Linked DNA regions of Mus musculus: region 1 is linked to region 2. Evidence: chromatin contacts called from public HiChIP or PLAC-seq data. All regions are on one chromosome and are shown on one strand. Each heading gives the region's core, a stretch centred on a gene start, on an enhancer-like site or on the middle of the called end of the contact. The rest is flanking DNA. Distances are from core to core; before and after follow the strand shown.

The links. HiChIP or PLAC-seq counts read pairs in DNA pulled down with a chosen protein or histone mark.
Region 1: a contact with region 2 is called in an H3K27ac HiChIP or PLAC-seq map of embryonic stem cells, with 16 read pairs. The contact joins two enhancer-like sites. A contact is called at or near these places in 9 of 39 promoter capture datasets (3T3-L1-derived adipocytes, the C10 cell line, the HPC-7 cell line and 6 more), 3 of 484 Hi-C or Micro-C datasets (bone marrow-derived macrophages, embryonic stem cells and epiblasts) and 14 of 115 datasets of contacts at active chromatin or transcription factors (acute myeloid leukemia, bone marrow-derived dendritic cells, bone marrow-derived macrophages and 6 more).

What each region holds. Positions count from the first base shown.
Region 1 is chr3:121,790,264-121,796,939 of GRCm38.p6, forward strand. Abcd3 (ATP-binding cassette, sub-family D (ALD), member 3) reads right to left here. Exons shown (of 23, transcript NM_008991.3): 2 at 6,186-6,222; 3 at 2,541-2,639; 4 at 1,471-1,559. Among named protein-coding and RNA genes, the nearest start is that of Abcd3, 22 kb to the right of the region's middle. Within about 2 kb of position 4,153, at least 14 of the 459 cell types and tissues checked have an H3K27ac peak or open chromatin away from gene starts, as enhancers often do. A contact at or near this core is called in embryonic stem cells and extraembryonic endoderm stem cells, where this site is marked.
Region 2 is chr3:121,554,790-121,561,606 of GRCm38.p6, forward strand. It overlaps Gm40135 (a long non-coding RNA gene), which reads left to right. Exons shown (of 4, transcript XR_867598.2): 2 at 3,623-3,664; 3 at 4,090-4,346; 4 at 5,839-6,817. Among named protein-coding and RNA genes, the nearest start is that of Gm40135, 13 kb to the left of the region's middle. Within about 2 kb of position 4,227, at least 44 of the 459 cell types and tissues checked have an H3K27ac peak or open chromatin away from gene starts, as enhancers often do. A contact at or near this core is called in embryonic stem cells and extraembryonic endoderm stem cells, where this site is marked.

The DNA of each region.
Region 1 (6,676 bases), core at 2,903-5,402, 240 kb after region 2:
ATAATGAGATCTGACGCCCTTTTCCAGTATGTCTGAAGACAGCTACAGTGTACTTACAATAAATCTGAAAGAAAGAAAGAAAGAAAGAAAGAAAGAAAGAAAGAAAGAAAGAAAGAAAGAAAGAAAGGAAGAAAGGAAGAAAGGAAGAAAGGAAGAAAGAAAGAAAGAAGATTCAGGCATACAGGAAACTAGAGACACGGGATGGAATGAAAACAGGAATGCAAATTAAGTTGTAAAGTTTTGTGCAAGTGTGTGCTTGGCAATCTTAATTATATACACTGTGGAGATTTTACAGTCCTGTGAAAAACCTGGAGCTGAGTCAGACCAGTAGGCAAACAAAAGGCTGTCATTAATAAACAGCAGAACAAGCAAGACGCCGTGCACAGAGCAACTACAGAGCACAGCCTGTAGCTCAGCTCCAACAATACACAGTATCTCAAAACCAAGAAATCCTGACAACCAAACTGTAGAATGTCACCAAGGAGACAACCACAAATGACTTCTCTCCTTCCAAATCAGGGAACAAACACACTCCGAAGCCACTGAGCCTTCTAAAAGGATGCCCGTCCACTCAGAGAGATGTGTGTGGAATTTAAAAGCCTACACAGTTTACCCATACATTTTTACGTAGGGCTTTTATATTAAGCAAACGTCCTTTTTCACTTTCCTACACAAAAGAGTCAGAAATCACGGGCATGAAGCATGCTTCCTACGGATCAAGGATGTATAAATGAAAGGTTATTTTAAAAGATTACCAAAGTGTGGGTACATTAACCAAAAAGTTACCTTAGATTATTTATTTTAATACATATTTGATAAAACACGGAGTACTATGAAACAGAATTCCAATAAAAATGTTCACCTTATCATTCTTATTTTAATATAGTAAATTCATTAACGGAGAAATTAGTGTTTCAACAATCTGAAATATCCCAACTGCCATTTTTCAACTTTAAATCCAAAATTTTCAATTGTAGTGATTAAAATGTTAGAAACATAATAAAAACCATGAAAAAATTAACTTTAGAATCAGAAAAGTCTGGTTTTTTCTTTTAATACTGCTCACTCCATATGACTCACCAAATGTTTTGATATTTTCCTCCAAATTATCTTATTAATTTTAGACACTAATAGTTGCCTGCTCTTTAAGCTTTTGTAACAGCATCTGCTACACTGCACTTTCATTTTTGGTTATTTGTCTTCACCCCTTTACACGATGTAAGCTCAGCAAGGCCCGGTACAGAATGTCTGCTGTTCACTGGTATAGCTCCTTACCATCATGTCTCATGGTGCCTGACACAAGGGCCCAAACTGTTTATACAGATGAACAACACATAGCTGGACTTCAGTATATTTTACACACCTTCCCCTGTTTTGGTTTGGTTTGGTTTGGTTTTTTGCTTATAACAACAATGCTTAACTACAAGGCAAACTACTACTTCCCACAAGAGAAAGTGAATGAACAAGTACCTCTCAATGAGCGTCCCATTCTGAATCATCCAAACATCACAGTATGTTCGAGATACCAGCATAACCGCAATAAGTAACAAGTAGCCTGTCTAAAACAAACCAGGCAGAGTAAACCAAATGCATTGCAGAATGTTAAAAGAAACAGTAACTTGGTGAAGCTCTTGGTCAAATCTCAGAGTTCTATTCTAACTATTCATTTACATCCTATGTATATTTTATCTATAATAAATTTTAACAGAGCTTAAAGGGAACTAAAAATTATAACAGATATGTTAAAGGCCCCATAGAGCATTTAACTAATGATCTCATTTAGAATTCAAAGGCAGGTCAAGTAATTCACAGTCAATGGCAAAAACTAGATAAGTAACTTAAGATTTTCTGGCTTGGTATGCTGTGATTTTCTTATTTATTTTTAATATGCTACTTTAATAAAGAACACTGGTAATGATTTCTACATTAACTAAACAACAAGCAATGGAGCTTTACATTTTATACAACCTGAGAAAATGAGGTTCAACGTGTTAAATAAAAAGTCTCTAATACTGTCCAGATTTTCTCAGTGCTTTCAACTTGAGTTTTTAAGGCAAAAGTTATACAAGAAAATAAACAAATTTAGCTAAGCAGAGCTCTGTGGAAGAGACAGGAAGGGAACGTCTAGAATAGCAAATGTAGGTGTGTCCTACAAACACATTAGACAAACCAAGGGAGACAGGAGAGGGCAAAGGCTAAGGGGAAAAGATCAAGGCCACATGAAGCATGCAGGTGCTGGTCCAACAGGCCCACATGATCAATAACTATCAGCCCACATAATCAATAACTATCAGCCCACATGATCAATAACTATCAGCCCACATAATCAATAATCAGCACTTCTACTGGGGAAAACGGGGCTAACAAGTGACGAGTGTGGGATGTCACATCATCAATACTGGTGATAACTTAGACACATATTTAACAGTCTTCTTTACCTGCACAAAAAACATCTTACCTGAATTGCTATGACTGCTCATTCTAAAAACTCATGAATATGGAAAGTCAGACATTTAGTATTATAATTTCTGAAGACTTACCTCTTTACAAAATGTTCTAGGAACCATAATTTTTAGGATCTGTGAGAGCCTTGATAAAAACACTTTGTCCACCACAGCTCGCTCTTTCTTTCCTTCTTTCTACATAGGGAGAGGGGAAAAAAAACTTTTTAAGATGATAGCTACAACAAACACAGTGTTTAAAGAGCTGAGTTTGGGCTGGTGAGATGGCTCAGTGGGTAAGAGCACCCGACTGCTCTTCCAAAGGTCCAGAGTTCAAATCCCAGCAACCACATGGTGGCTCACAACCATCCGTAACGAGATCTGACTCCCTCTTCTGGAGTGTCTGAAGACAGCTACAGTGTACTTACATATAATAAATAAATAAATCTTTAAAAAAAAAGAGCACTGACTGATCTTCCAGAGGTCCTAAATTCAAATCCCAGCAGCCATATGGTGGCTCACAGCCATCTGTAATGAGATCTGACGCCCTCTTCTGGTGTGTCTGAAGACAGCTAAAGTATACTCATAAACATAAAATAAATAAATAAATCTTTAAGAAAAAAAAATAAATAAAGAGCCGAGTTTAAGATAGCTGCAACAGTGATTATAGAATCACATCTAAGGGAACTGCGACAGACGCACAGTGGTCACGGGGCCACACTTCCTGTCACTGCAGACAACCATTAAGATGGACAGCTGGATTTATAGCACACACTTGAGCAGCTCTCCGTATTCAGATTCCAAGAAGACAGAATTACCTAACAGGAGAAAGAGAGAGGAGGTGTGCTCTCTGAGAGAAGAGTGTAAGTACTCAAGGGAAAAGCGCAGCCGAAGCTCTGAGAAGCGCAGAGTGAGAAGTGACCAAGTAGCTACTGCTTAGTTTATCTTCTGCAGTGACAGGGTTGAACCAAAGGCTTCATGCACCACCACCACTGCCATGCCCCAGACTCTTCTTAATAAATAGAAACTTTAAAAAAAAATCTTAAACGTGACTTTCCCTAATTTTAAGAAATGTCTGCTGGGCAGTGGTAGCTCACACCTTTAATCCCAGCACTCTGGAGGTAGAGGCAGGTGGATCTCTTGAATTTTAGGCCAGCGTAGTCTACAGAGAGTTCCAGGACAGCTGGGGCTACACAGAGAAGCCCTGTCTAGAAAAAAACAAAAAGGGAGGGAGGGAGGGAGGGAGGGAGGGAGGGAGGGAGGGAGGAAAGAAAGGGAGAGAGGGAGGGAGGGAGGGAGGGAGGGAGGGAGGGAGGGAGGGAGGGAGGGAGGGAGAAGGAGGGAGGGAGGGAGAAGGAGAGAGAGAGAGAGAGAGAGAGAGAGAGAGAGTCAGCCAGCCTGCCTGCCTGCCTTCTGGGTTACTAGATTTATCACTTAATGTTTTCAATATACAACAATCTGCAGATTCTAACTCATAAATTCCTAAGCTCCTTACTATATTCAATCCATTTCTAATAAGAGGAACACAGACAAAAGTAAATGAAGAAGTAATTACAGATCGACTAGCCAGAGTCATGAGAAAAAGAGTAATTTGGGCAGTGAGACACAGAAAGATCTCCACACTGAAATGTGACAAAGTAGAGGGATTAAAGCACAAAGAACAGCAAGTCTGAGTGCACACACCCAGTGCTGAGGACAATGGAGTGCACACTTAGCATCAAGACCTGAGAAAGAAAACGAATGACAAAAGGCAGAGGTGCCTACAAAGCACTGGGCTAAAGGACTAGAGAGGTCATGAATCTGTTGTCAGGACAGAGTTTGAGATAAGATAGTGGCTCCTCCCTTAGAGATTTATTTTCAAATAAATCTACAACCTTCTACAAAGATAAGGAGAAAGTGGCATCTATAGCTTTTGGTGGGAATATCTCCTTTACTATCCTTAGACTGGGAGAGTAGAAAAGAGAAACCCAAAAACTACAAGCTACCCCAGAACACATCCTTCCCAGCCCTTTCCAGACCCCTAGTCAACCATGGGGTGAAAAAGAGAACCATCTCCCTCAAGTTGTCCCAACTCCGTCCCTCTCTTAAAATATTACTAGTAGGTCAGGCATGGTGGTGCCTGCCTCTAAACCCACACCCAGGAGGCAGAGGTAGACAGACCTCTGTGAGTTCAATGCCAGCCAGGCCAGCCAAGGCTACAAAGTGAAACCTTGTCTCAAATAAAAAACAAGGGGTGGGGGGAGTGGCCTTAATGGAGAAATAAATTTTGCTACAATTTGATAGTCAGAGTGGACAAAGAGACAGACAGACAGACCAAGATAGAGAGAAGCGGGTGGGGCTTAAAGGATGTAACAGGGTAATAATCACTTTGATGCTTATTAGTCAATTCTAGAAATAATTTTAAGGAAGAAAAGGAAAGCAAATTAAACTTTATATAATAGCCTATATAGTAATACATACTAGGTATAAGAATTACATTCAAAACCATACTAATAGTACAGATATTAAAGCCAATAAACTGACACAGGGATAAATGCCATTTATTTGAAAAGAATGTCAACTTAGTTACTGCATAACCCCAAATTCCATCCTGTTATAGACCACAGCTGCACTACTCATAAGCTTCATGTTTATGTTAATGTAAAAATCCCTTACCTGGTGATATAACCCACACAACACAATACTACTCAGCATAAAATAGTATAGTAACAATATGAAGAAACCTGAAAACATCATGTTAAGTGAAAGGCCTGCAGGACCACACGTACTGAATGATCGCATTAACATTAAATGCCCCAGAGCAGGCAAATCAATAGACAAACAGTAAATGAGCAGTTGCCAGGGGTAACAAGGAGTGAATGCTACTAGGCATGAGCTTGGGGGGGGGGGGTGGTGTGAATTTAAAAATAATTCTTTTTAAGTTGTTGTTCCTTTTATTGTTGATCTTTTCTGTCTGGCTTTAAGGGGAACATCATTCCTTAATTCTGACTGAAACACACAAGCTGAACCCAGGTCATCATCTCAGCCACAAGGACAGTCAAGTTCATGGCCTGTTTCTCCTGTGCTGTAATAAATCGATGCAAGCTCATCACACTCTTACTACTCTCCAGGCTAACTAAGTAATACGAAAAGGTAATTTTTTCTTTAAACTTACAGGTATAAGGGACATGTACATGGTTTTGAGAATAATTTACTTTGTTAACCTTGAAATACAACGATATACTAAGATATAACTATATTTTAAAGGAATAGATCCTTACAAGACCAAACTAACTCCTAGACCATGAGGTTGATTTAGCTTTCTTTTTTTTTCTTTTCTTTTCTTTTTTTGTGATATAATAAATATTTAAAGAAAAAGTTTCTAATCAAAGTGGTACACTCGTTAAACCCCGCACTAAGGAGGCTGAGGCAGGAGGATGAGGGTTTAAGCATCTTAGAACGTACATACAGTGAGATCCTGTCTCAATAGAAGGGAGAAAAACAGAGCTACATGGGCAGCAAGTCATCTCGGGCTAAACCTAACCGAGTTAATAACTGTCTCCTTAGAGGAGCGTTGTCAAACAAACAGCACCAGAAGACTCTAGGCAAGACTCTTAAAAGGGAATTCCTGTGACAGAGTCTTGTATGTAGTCAAATGGAAGTGAGATTTTAAAACTTGTATTCTAACTCTAAAATTGTTTTACCCAGCAAAATTGATTAAATAATGCAAACCACCCCCAAAAGTAGGTCATTTAAAACTTTTACCTCATTATTCTGTAATGGCGGTTTTCCACTTTTCTTACTGCAAAGGAAAAAATAAGAGAACTTTATTTGTTATATGCTTCCATAATTAAATTATTCTAAAATGTCAAAAAACATACAATTCTCCAAATGGTCATTTTCTTTTTTCCTAACCAAGAAGCAAAATTTATTCATTAAGAATAGTTCAGGGCTGGAGAGATAGCTCAGCAGTTTAGGGCACTGACTGCTGTTCCAGAGATCCTGAGTTCAATTCCCAGCAACCTCATGGTGGCTCACAACCATCTGTAATGGGGTCTGATGCCCTCTTCTGGTGTGTCTGAAGACAACTACAGTGTACTTACATATAATAAAGAAATAAATCTTTAAAAGAAAAAACAAAACAAAAAAAAGAACAGTTCCTATGTCTCTTTACAGGCTGGGTGTTTGCTTATGAAACACTTGGGCCCAGAAGTGTTTCAGATTTCATAGTTCTTCAACATTGGAATATCTGCTAC
Region 2 (6,817 bases), core at 2,977-5,476:
TGATGAGTGTCACACTGAGACTTATCTGCATAAAAGCAGAAACTCATATCCCTGGGACCATGAGAGAGAAGAGTTTTGAAGCTTCAAGTGAGGCCTCAGAGAAAGGAGATTTTGATGGGCACACCACAGCAGTGGTGGCTATGAAGCTAATATATGAGAGAGTTGCAGTTATTTTTAGAAATTCCCTGGGTGGGAAGCATGATCTTAAATATATATATTTAATATTTAATTTATATGTAAATATTATACATTAATTATGTTATATATAATACAGTATCTCTGTATTAAATATATGTAATAAATATATTATATTTATATAAATTATGTAATATATATAATATGATTACATATTTATAATATAGGATTGTTATCCATTATATATTTATATAAACATATGAAAATTACATGTATATTTTAATATATGATATATATGTATATATTACATAATATAATAAGTATACAATATAAATATATAATGCATAATATATAATATACAATATAATGACATAACATAATAAATTAATATATTAAAAATATGTAGAGAGATGAACAAGTGAACTGGATCCATGCTGTAGAAGTTCCCGGATGGACTAAGTCATGCTGTATTTGATGGACTGTAGGGGTTCCGCAGAGCTTGGGGAGGAAGGAGAGTATGATAGGAGCTGGAGAAGCCTGTGGGAAGCTATGAGAATGACCCACGTGAGGCTCCTCGTGCATCACACACCTTCTGACTTCTTCCTTGAGGGTGTGGTGTCGTGCTCAGAACTAAAGGCCCAACCAGGGCCAGGCCTGTGTGTACTGCGATCATGCAAACAGGCAATATAGAGGTAGGGTTGCCATTGTACATGTATGTATGCTGCTCAGAAGGTGCACGAAGAAAGGGAGAGGGTTGCAGGGCCTTGGGGATGTCAGGAAAGCTTTCTAGTGGAGTTGGCGCTCGAGCTGAGACTCTTTTATTTGCTAGGAAAGAAAGAGGTGGGGTGAGGGGTTTGCCAGGAGGGACAAAGTGCAAGGCACATGTAGTGGCACTTTCAGCAGGACTGGGTCTGTTCTGCTTGCTTTGTTTTTTGTTTTGCTTAAAATAGAAAATGGATAATGAAGGACAGACAGACAAAAGAACCTGCAGCCCATTACCTACACACGATAATTCTGAAAGTGAGATGGGCGTCTGTGACGGCTGATCTTCCTCATCAACTTCACTGGGATTAGAATCATTCAGATACCCAGAAGGAGAAGTCCCACCTGGAACAAGGCTGGCACCGTTGGGGACTCAGGCTGAGGAGAAAGGAAAAATAGGTAGCCAGGTGAGTGCCGGCATGCGCACTTGTGCCGGCATGCGCACTGTCTGCAGCTTCCTGTCCCACCAAGTGAAGAGGGAAGAAGTCTCTGCCTCGTGCTCACACTAACCCCACCCCACACCCTGAGCTGCCACCGCCAACCTCCACCACTGTGGCCTCCCTAGCAGAAGGACTGCATCCCATAAGCCATGAGCCAGGATAAATCTTTTCTCCCTTAAATTGATGCTGGTCAGGCACTCGCTTCTAACAATGAGAAAAGCAACAGCTCCAGGATCTTCCCACCTCTCTGTCACTGTATGTGTGTGCCTGGATAACAAGTAGGTGTGCACACGTGCATAGTCCACTGTGTATGTGTATACACGCACACAGCATAAGCAGACATTTATTAAAGTCTGCTGGGACACGCCCATCTTATCTCTATTTACATGGCCTATCCTCCTCCCCCAGCTTTAGGGATGACATAAGGCTACATTTCTTCAATGTGCAAACAGTACTGATCTAGGACACTTACCAGCACAGCCTCGTAGGACAGCCCAGTCTTCCGCTCGAGGATCTCCAATCATTTCTAGAGATCTACAACTGATCCCTACATGTTCTCAGGCCTGAGCTGACATTGGCTGCTTTGTATCTGCTTACTGACAGCGTATGTGTTTAACTAGGAGGGAAATATGGGTAGAAGATTCATCCCAGCTAGACGGCAAACACCTCCTGGGCTGGTAACCTTCTCTCTCAGTTACTGCTCTGTGCCCGTGCTGTAGATAACACTCAGCACACGCTCGGTGTCCAAAACTGTGAATGACAAGTAGAACTTCCACTTCTTCAAAGAAAAGTTTTGAACATTTTTTTTGATGCACTCAGTAGCAATACACACACAACAAAAGGAAACCTTCATCTGTGATGGATTTAAAAGGGAAGGACCTTTAAAGAGCAAACAAAGTTTCCATGGGGGTTAGTGAGGCCTGAGGACTTCAAACAGACACCAGCGGGCTATGGCCAAGGTTTGCAAGGGATTCCAGGTCTGGGAGGAATCATAGACCAAGGGACCACTCACAATCCTTCCAGTGTAAATTTCTGCCGTGGAATACTTGTTATTTGTCTTTGCTAATGTGTTAGCAATGTGGTGCTAAGTAGAACACAGAAGACTCCAAAGGATAGTGACAAATGAAAACCATATGCCGATGGGATCCCGATATCAGGAAATGAGATTTCCTGAGAGGCCTGCAGGATGCTACTTGCGATAAGAAGCAGATAACTTTCAAATAATGGAATTTGGAGAAGTATTAAATGTCAGGATGTACCTAAATATTTGTTCTTTAATTTAATCTACCAAATCTAAAGTTCACATCAACAAACAAAATAGCTAAGAATTGAGTAAGACAAGTAAAACAAACTCACTTTTCTTTTCTTTCCCCCTTTTTCTTTATCTTTTTATTATTATTATTTTTTTGAGTCTCATTGTGTAACCCAAGTTGATCTTCAAAATTCAGCCCTCAGGTATATGCCTGTATCTGCTGTAGCTCTTTCTAAGACACTCCAAACAGAGGTGAAGAGACAGCTCAGTAGTTAAGAGAACTTGCTGGTCTTCCAGAGGAAGACCAGTGGTTCAATTCCCAGCACCCACATGACAACGTACAACCATGTATGTGGTACACAGACATACACATAGTCAAAATATCCAGATTAAATAAAATAAAACAATTAAACATCTTTAAAATTAAAAAATCTTAAACAAAGAAAGCCCAAATGTTTTTATTGTAGTATTTGGTTAGGAAATCTGAGCTCAACCCAAACATTTCATTCGTTAGTCTTATTATAGGTCAAATTTTCTGTCTAATCCTTCATTCAAATATATGTAAGGAGAGAAAGTGAGGCCACAGTGAATAAGGCTGTAGGCCTGAATAATACCCTAAAGAAAATAAGGTTATCGTATATTTTAACACATGTTTTAAAAAGTTTATTGCAAATTAATTGGCATCTATCAAATAAAATTTTAAATGTGGAAATTGTAAAATCATCAGTGTAATTATGTAAATAACTACTGCTGTATTTTAATGTTTTCCTTCTAGAGTTCTTATGTATATACATTTAAATTTTTGTTATTTGCATGTATGTATGTGTGTGCTCACCTGTGCACAGATGTGCACATTACTGCACGAATGAGGACATTATAGGACAACGAGTGGAGGTAGGTGTGTCCTTCTATCATGGGGATTCCAGGGGCTGAACTCATGTCACCAGGCTTGGCAGCAAGCACCCCTACCCACTAAGCCATCTCACCAGCCCCATGTAAATTTTATGTAATTATAATTTTTTTTTTTTTGTAGGAGCTGTTTTGAACTTTCAGTCATTCACCCTTACAGAGACTGGTAGGAATATCTTACCTTGTTGGGATAGAAACTTAGTTCCTTAGAGCTTTGATACCTGTGTCTCGGCTTTCCTTTGTACGTGCTAAATGTAACTCCTGAATTGAAAATAAGTTTTAACATATAGGTTGTGGTTAAAACAACACCAAAGACTAATTTTAAAATTCTAATTTGCTCAGCATAATGTCTAGATTATAAAATTAGACTACAGCTTGCCAGCTGTGTACCCAAGTTGGCACCAGGCACCTTCCTGTTGGGGCCATTGGCTGTAATACCACAGCTAAGTTAACAGTAACTACTTACTTGGCTACTGTTTCTTTGATGACCCATCGCCCTGTTAGTCTCTGTTTAGGTCACAGTTTGTGGTCTGGTACAGCCTTGGTTCTTGTGAATACAACTTAAGTATCGATGTCTTACTACTTTGCTAGTGTAGCTGTTAGGCTCAGAGCCTGGGTCTCCAGCCCTAACAACCCGAGGTCGCCGCCCATCCTCAGCACACCAGTTAACAGACAGCCTGATGTGAAAAGCTGAAAGAGAAGACTTATTCATCGTGGCCACAAAGCATGTGATTGCAGATCTTTGCATTAAGTGGAGAAGCCTCCGGAACAGGAAGAGGGAGGCTCCGAACGCCCATCACTATCTCTGTGCCTTTGTGTCACAAACAAAGGACCCAGTGATTCATAAGGTACTTGGGAAAACCAAGATGGCCTTAGAGTGAATGAAAGCAGGATTCGCTCTGCAGGCAGGTGCTCAAGCAAGCCTAAGGCCCAAGAATCCCAGTTTCCACTCCAAAGGGAAGGGAGGAATTCTCTGAAGGGCTAGCCTTTTCTTTTTAAGTGATTGATTTTGTTTGCTGGAGGGGGTTTGTACAATCCTTTCTGCAGTCCAAATGACAGCCTTACTTGTTTGCTGGGTCCCAGAGTTGACTTCCTTGTGACTCACAGTCACAGGCCTCTTGTCACGTCTCCCTGCCTCACCTGCACTTCTGACGATGGGCAAAGAAGGACTTCCGGAAGGCCCAGGCCTTATTTCTGTGGGGCAACCTCCAACCCTCCATCCAGAGGAATGGGAGGGAAAAGCCAAGTCTGAGCATGCGCGGTTTCCCAGCCTCTTCAGGCAGAGACATTCCTCTGTGGTCTACTTTTCCTTGAGAGCCCTAATCACAGCCTCTTCTCAACCACTTAGGGGACTCATTTCAGCTCCTCCCACACCCACGTCCCCTACTGCTGGAACCAAATCTGTTTTGTTCACCTCTTTGTGAAGCTCACAAGGTGCCTGGGGCCCTGAGGGCACTTTCCCAGTGAGGAGCTGGCCTTATTGCAGCAGGCGTATTGCAACAATGCCGCACACTAAGTGACACGTGTGTCCCACTGATCAAATGGGAAAAAATTACAAACGTTTTATCAGTGATGGTTACTGTCTCTGAGTGGAGAAATACTCTAGTGGGAAATGCTCTCTTTCCCAAGGGCGTGGCTGGCGCATTCTCCCGGCTGCTCCCTCAGCCTGAGGCAGTCCGTGACCTTCCCTCACCTGGGAGTTAATGGGAAGGAGGATTCTACCTTTCCAACTCCTAGCAAAGTTCTCTTTCGGTCACTTTTCATCTGCCCTGAAAACTTCTGTCAACCCTTCCTTTGCCACATTGAGTCAGGCTCATGGGACACACTCGAGGAGGCTGATTGGATGCGTCCGCTGCCACGCTTGAGTAAGAAGGACCCAGAGTGTGTCTACAGCAGAGGGAGGTCAGGTCCCCAGAGTCCCGTTCCCAAGTGAATCTGAAGGACAAGAACAAACTAAGCAGCAAAAGTAGGTGTGTGCCTGGGAGAACCAAGACGACCAGGACACTGACACCAGAGAACCCACATTAGAGTGTTTGCTTAGGGTGGGGCCTTGCTTCCAGGTTACCGGCTATTCTTAATCACCAGCAGGAGTACGTGATGACATTTGTTCCAGGTGAAACTACTTTCTCTGCCCGTTGTGAGCTTTCTCACCTTGGAGTATCTGTAAGAGCAGTTACTCAGGATGTCTCTGAGAAGCCCGGCTCCTGACAGGCTAACGCCTGGAAGGTGGTGAGAGGCTACCCGAGACATCCAGCCATTTCCTGGAAGAGGTCTCTACAAGAGCACAGTTACTGTTTGCAATCCAACTCACCTTTGTTTTTTGTTTCATTTTGCTTTTAGAAATGAAAAGACTACTTGCCATGTCCCAGTGAAGAGAGGTGTGGCAGAACGGAATGCCTGTGGCCTGGAAGAGGTGAAGGGTGGAAAGACGAAGAGTCCAACACCTCACAGTAGAGAGAATCTGCAATGGGCAGTTTGGTTAGCCACTCCAAGACACAGATGTCTAAAATTTCCCATGAAAAATACCTGCTGGGGCTGCAACTTTATCCCTACAGCTGTTTGTGGAGGAGGAGACCTGTATTAACTTTGGATAGTTTTTCTTTAGGGTGGACAGCTGGGCAGCAGGCCTGAGACAGGCACACCCAAGTTCATCCTGTTCTTCCACACATCAGGGCGCCTTGTTGCCCTGGCACGAGGCTGGTTTGCCTTTGTGGATGACGACTCTTCTTGCAAAGCAAAGCTTGGGCTTGGTTTCATGCATAGGTGCGAAACAATGAGCCTGGATTCTGTAATGAGAACATTAGTTAACTTGGCCTAGCCAGCGCACCCCTCCCCAACACCTCTTGTTCATTCCCCACCCCCCCCCACTCCCACCCCCACCATGTACTAATGCACTTTACTGCTAAGAGAGGTCAAAGATTTAAAACATTTAGGGGCTGGGGAGATAGCAAGCATGGGGTCCTGAGTTCACCGCCCAGCTGTGAGTGATAGCACATGCTATAATCCCATTGTTGGCTGTATGGAGAATGGCGGACCCATGGGGCTAACTGGCTAGTCAGTCTAAGTTAATCAGGGAACCCCAGGTTCCAGGGAACACTGTCTCATAACATAATGTGGACAGCTCCTAAGGACACTTGAATGTGACCTCTAGCTTCCACAGCACCCTGCCAATTACATGTGTACCTGCACACGCATGAGCAAGCATATTCACTTACATACATACACACAAATGATTTAAACCATTTAAGTAAACTTAAGTTGCTATGACCCACTTGACCCAGCTTTGACAGCTCAGGATCCAGGAGGCAGAGAAAATTGC